2 separate regions of the Macaca fascicularis genome follow, and region 1 is linked to region 2. The links are chromatin contacts, called in public Hi-C maps. All regions are on one chromosome and are shown on one strand. The core of a region is the stretch at or near the end of the contact, and the rest is flanking DNA. Distances in the headings are between cores, read along the strand shown. Region 1 holds the start of JUN (Jun proto-oncogene, AP-1 transcription factor subunit). Region 2 holds the start of FGGY (FGGY carbohydrate kinase domain containing).

Region 1 (2,700 bases), core at 106-2,605, 520 kb before region 2:
GTGTTCTGGCTGTGCAGTTCGGCCAGGGCGCGCACGAAGCCCTCGGCGAAGCCCTCCTGCTCGTCTGTCACGTTCTTGGGGCACAGGAACTGGGTGGGGGTCGGCGTGGTGGTGATGTGCCCGTTGCTGGACTGGATTATCAGGCGCTCCAGCTCGGGCGACGCCAGCTTGAGCAGCCCCACGTCGGGCGAGGTGAGGAGGTCCGAGTTCTTGGCGCGGAGGTGCGGCTTCAGGCTCCCCACTGGGTCGGCCAGGTTCAGGGTCATGCTCTGTTTCAGGATCTTGGGGTTACTGTAGCCATAAGCTCCGCTCTCGGACGGGAGGAACGAGGCGTTGAGGGCATCATCATAGAAGGTCGTTTCCATCTTTGCAGTCATAGAACAGTCCGTCACTTCACGTGAGGTTAGTTTGGGCTGCGTGCTGAAGTTTCGGGGCCGCAACAGCGCTCTGGCAAGCGGGGGACACCCGTGCCCCCCGGGGCCTTTGGCAGGGAAAGTTTCTCTAAGAGCGCGCGCACCCGCTGGTTGTCGTCCCCGCTGCGCCCTCCTCACCAGCTCGCTCCAGGGAGCGCAGGGTTAATTAAGATGCCTCCCGCACTCTTACTTGTCGACTCGCGCGCGCGCTACCCGGCTTTGAAAAGTCGCGGTCACTCACTGAGCGCTCTTCGGGCGCCGCCGTTCCTTGGAGTCCGCGGGCGAACTCGCTTCCCAGAGCAGCGGCTCTCCCGGCGGCGCGGATCAGTGCCGACCCGCAGAGGCCGACCAGCGGCGGGTCTCGGCCGCCCAGACTCCGACGACTTGTCCCCTCCTCCGCTGCGAGGGGGAGGGGGCGCCCGGCAGCCGCGGCTCGCGCTCGCCCAAGTTCAGCAACCGGTGCGAGCGAAGCTGAGCGCACGTCCTTCTTCTTTTGCGTGGCTGTCCGCCGCCTCCTGGTCTTTACCGCCGCCGAATAGCCTAAGACGCAGGAAAGGCTTGCAAAAGTTCGCTCCGGGACTCTGGGCCAGTTGTCTCCGGCCCTCCGGGCCGAGAAAGTTCTTTGCTGCTGCAGTCGCTCGCCGACTTCCCCCGGCGGGCGCGTGGGTACCGCTGCTCGCCACCGCTGTCAACAGCGCCTGGGCAGCAGGGCTCTCCTCCTGGGGGCGGCTGGAGACCAGGCTCTCTGGGCACTCCTCGTAACACCAGCCCGGGAGCCACAGGCGCTAGCTCTGGGCAGTTGGAGAGAAGGTGGAAAAGAAAATAAGATTTGCAGTTCGGACTATACTGCCGTCCTGGCTGGCTGGTTGTGTCTGTCTGCCTGCCTGAGTCCGCGCACCTCCACTCCCGCCTCGCTGCTTCAGCCACACTCAGTGCAACTCTGAGCCCTTATCCAGCTCGAGCTCAACACTTATCTGCTACCAGTCAACCCCTAAAAATAGCCCATGATGTCACCCCAAGGCCTTCCCATTGGCTCGCGTCGCTCTCAGGGGGGCGGGCCCGCCCGTCACCATGGAGACTCCACCCTAGAAGATTCTTCTCTGGGCCCGCGGAGGCTCACGGGATGAGGTAATGCTCCGCTGCCCTCCTACAGTCGGGCCCTTCTTTCTCCTACCCTCCCCCCTGCCGCACGCCTCTCGGCCCTCTCTTCCCCGGTCCCCTCCCCGGGCCGTTTTTCCCGGCCCGCCCGGTGCATTGTGGGCTGACGTCTTGGGGTTTGACTGTCTAGTGACGGTGGCTGCCGCGAGCGGGCGGACGCTCGCAACATCTGACGGAGGGGGCTCAAGTTCACGGCTGCGGACTGGGATGCAGGGGATGCGGGGACCCGGGAGGCCAGGGAACCCGGCCAGTTGTTTTGGGTCAAGGGTGCGGGCGAGGGGTGGTTGTGTTTCCCCACTTGTGGGGCTCGAAGTCATCCACCGGCGTCCGCCACCGCGCGGGGCGGGAGGCTGAGAGTCCAGGTCCGCCGCCCCCCCGCACTTCCGGGGGGCGGGAGCGCCGCCCTTAAGGTGGCTCTGTGAAGTCCCAGTTGGGGGCGAGCCTAAGGGGGCTTAAGTTTGGGGGCGGTCTCCCGAGAGTCGGCCCCCCACGTTGAGAAACGCTGCGAAGTTTGCATCTCGGTCAAGTTCAGGAGCGATGGTCCGCGGGGTTGTCTGGCTGCTCTTAGAAGCTGAGAGATTTGTATTGCCCAAAACTGGACGCTCAGCTGAGTCTCCGTTGCACCCCACTTCATCCTCCGGGACCGTGGGGGAAAGGGCGCGGGGGATCACAGCTTTGCCTCCGAGGGGCAGTTTTTATAGTGGGCGCAATTAGTGGGTAACAGGGTCCAGATGGGAACAAGCGTGTAGGCGATCCGAAACTCGGGGAACCCCGGTGTTAGTCTACTCCCCTTCCCGCCCCCGGACAACACACACACGCTTAACACAACACGCACAACATGCGCGCGCGCGCACACACACACACACACACGCACACACTCTCCACCCGCGCCGAGTTGCTTCCGGGAAAACAAGCTCAGAAGGCGGGGGACACTCGCATAAAGTAACGCAGTAGAACTCAGGAGCCCGGGGTAGAACCTGGACTTCAAATCTCCACCTTCCCGGCCGGGTGGTGGGCCCATATCCTGAGTAGCCTCTAGGAAGCGCTAGACACATGTAAGTGGTTCCTTTTCCGCGGTTGTTATTTTATCTTCCCCCCGCCCCCCACCCCTTAGGGACGAAAGTGTGTG
Region 2 (2,700 bases), core at 6-2,505:
CCTTGCCACAGTGCATGAAACCAGCATATTTCACTTATTCCGTTCTTGGGGTATGTTGAAGCAGATCTGGAAGCAATGTCTTCTGTGTATTAAGCATCTAACACTTTACAAAGCATTTTCATATGTCTTACCACACTTATTCTTCATAATGCTCTGAAAAGGTAAGATGAATACATCTTAATATCATTATTCCTATTGAACCCTTGATTCACACAGCTGCTGAGTAACAGATTCCAACGAGTCTACAGCTAGGTCTTTGGATATGTTGCTGGTAATGAAAAGGTGAACAATCATGGTGCAGAAGAAAGAAAATGAGCCAAACGAGGATCCCTGGTAGAGTTGCAGTGCAAAGACTGGGGCTAATTGTGTGGCCTCAGCCTCACTGGGCTGTTCTCACCTGTAAGACCAAGATAAGAGCACTCATTTACTTCTGGGGTTGTTGTGAAGATAGCAGACAATCTTACTGCACCTGCCACTTAAGATCAGTTCAGTGAAATTATTATCTTTCACAGGTGTGTCTTTGGAAAATCACTTCCCCTTCCTGGATCTCAGTTTCCTTTTCTAGGAAAACGACATGTTTGGACTCAGCGACTGCTAAACTTGTCTCCCCAATCTCGAGCTCCCTCAGCCTGGGATCGTGCCTTTTATGAAAATAGCTCGGATTGGAGCTCAGGTTGGAATTCTCCCTTTGATTGCTTCCTAGCTGTGTGTCCTAGTAAGAGCTAAAAATTTCGGATTCCCCACATCTGTAGAACAGGGATACATAACATGTAGATTATTAGAAAGGGAAGGCATGTGAGAATTAAGTGAGTTGGGTGTCCAGTACCCAGTAAATTGTAAAACTTCTCAAAGGCAGGGACCCATCTGTTTTGCATATTTACAGAATGTCATACGTTGAAGTACGGGGCTTGGCCACGGGGTTAGAACATTTCTGCAAAGAGTAAGGAACCAGACACAAAGCAAGCAATCAAGAATTGTAACCATGCAATATTCTTATTATTGCTTACACTCGCCTACAATAGTCCTGGTGTTTAGTAAACTAACACAGACACCCATCCGGGGCTGCGGAGAGTCCGCCTGGGTGAGCTCCGCAAGGTGAGACCCCAGAGCTGGGAACTCGCAGCCTGAGCAGTCGCAGCCTAGCCGGTCTTGGGTCCGCGCTCCTCGCGCCCTGCCCGGCTCTGCCCGCGGAGGTGCCGGCCAATCCCACGACCGGTTCAAAGGGCCAATCAGGCCGCGCTTTACAGGGGCCGCGCCTGACGCGGCGGGGCCGTGCGCGAGGCGGTGCTGCAGCCGCCCCCGGGACCGCCCTGCCCAGGCGCCGTGGGGCTCGGTGCGGCTACGTGCGGAATCTCTCTAGCTAAAATGTAATTTCAGATTGGACAAGTACTGTAAGTGACCCGCCTCTCAGTCCCACGTGGGCGCCGGGGGCTTTTGCTGGCGCGCAGGCTCTCAGCGCGCACGCCCAGAAAGAGGCTTCTCCAGCCCGGCCCTTCCCTCCCTTTTGCCGCAGTAGTTGCCTCCTTTTGCCCTTTCTCCTCCTCCCCTTTCTCCTCCTCCCCTATCCTCCTCCTCTGGCCGCTTAGTCTCACACCCGCCGGGCCGTTGCTCCCGAGACGTTGTTGAGTCCCCTGTGTCCTCTTCTGGGTGAGGCGTCCGGCCACTCAAGGGAAGGGAAGGGAAGGGTCGGCCTTGACTGTATCCAAGGCTGCCCGTTAGGTGTCTGGAACCCGGGCTGCTTCCTCTCCGATCAGTGCCCATTTGACTATATTCAGTTCTCTTTCTCTCCTCCGCTTACCCTTGTAGGACATTTTCCCAGCATTTGAGGAGCCCTTAATTCACGTCTGGCTACCGAAGGCATTTTTAGGCTAGTGTTACTTGTAGCTTTAAACGCTTCCAGCACTTGTGATAATGTTTGAGGCACAGATGAGTTTAGATGAGATAATGCTGTTTGTTTACAGTTGTCCTGAGTAGGAAGGCCTAGGGATATCTTTCCATTTTTATCCGTTTCCTTTTTATTTGAAGATTGACAAGGAGCCGGGCGCGGTGGCTCACGCCTGTAATCCCAGCACTTTGGGAGGGCCAGACGGGCGGATCACGAGATCAGGAGAATCGAGACCATCCTGGCTAACACGGTGAAACCCCGTCTCTGCTAAAAATACAAAAAATTAGCTGGGCGTGGTGGTGGGCGCCTTTAGTCCCAGCTACTCGGGAGGCTGAGGCTGGAGAATGGCGTGAACCCAGGAGGCTGAGCTTGCAGTGAGCTGAGATCGCGCCACTGCACTCCAGCCTGGGGGACAGAGCTAGACTCCGCCTCAAAAAAAAATAAAAAAAAAATAAAAAAAAAAGATTGATAAGGTGCAAAATGGTGAATTTCCCTCATCTTGGGCTGTTTTCCACTAAAGCACTTCTGTGTCTTAACACAAAATCTTCCCTGAAGAGTCAGTCATGACGTGACCAAAGTCTGAAAAGCAGTTATCCTTAGATTAAATTTTAAAGTATGAGACCAGGAGGGGTGAGGTGCTTATTCTTTTGAATTGTAAATCATAAAGAAGGGAGAGTCTTTTATGTTGTGGCTGTTATTTAAATGGTAGAGTTTTGCTTTGTATAGTTTTTGCTTGCTTTTCCTCTTTTTTTCTGTGATCCACCACGTGTATGTCCTGATTTTTTTCCTTTTTAACTTGCTTGCTGTATTTTCCA

The links. A called contact is a pair of places that touch in the nucleus more often than the background predicts.
Region 1: a Hi-C map of liver shows a contact between it and region 2, with 3 times the contacts expected there. The contact joins the promoter of JUN here to the promoter of FGGY in region 2. A contact is called at or near these places in 2 of 2 Hi-C or Micro-C datasets (liver and skeletal muscle).

The regions. Positions count from the first base shown.
Region 1 is chr1:175,918,079-175,920,778 of T2T-MFA8v1.1, reverse strand. JUN (Jun proto-oncogene, AP-1 transcription factor subunit) reads right to left here and starts at 1,355. Exons shown (of 1, transcript XM_005543232.4): 1 at 1-1,355. The coding sequence starts at 377.
Region 2 is chr1:175,394,183-175,396,882 of T2T-MFA8v1.1, reverse strand. FGGY (FGGY carbohydrate kinase domain containing) reads left to right here and starts at 1,255. Exons shown (of 15, transcript XM_074005618.1): 1 at 1,255-1,391. LOC123568599 (a long non-coding RNA gene) reads right to left here and starts at 1,183. Exons shown (of 3, transcript XR_012419594.1): 1 at 1,008-1,183.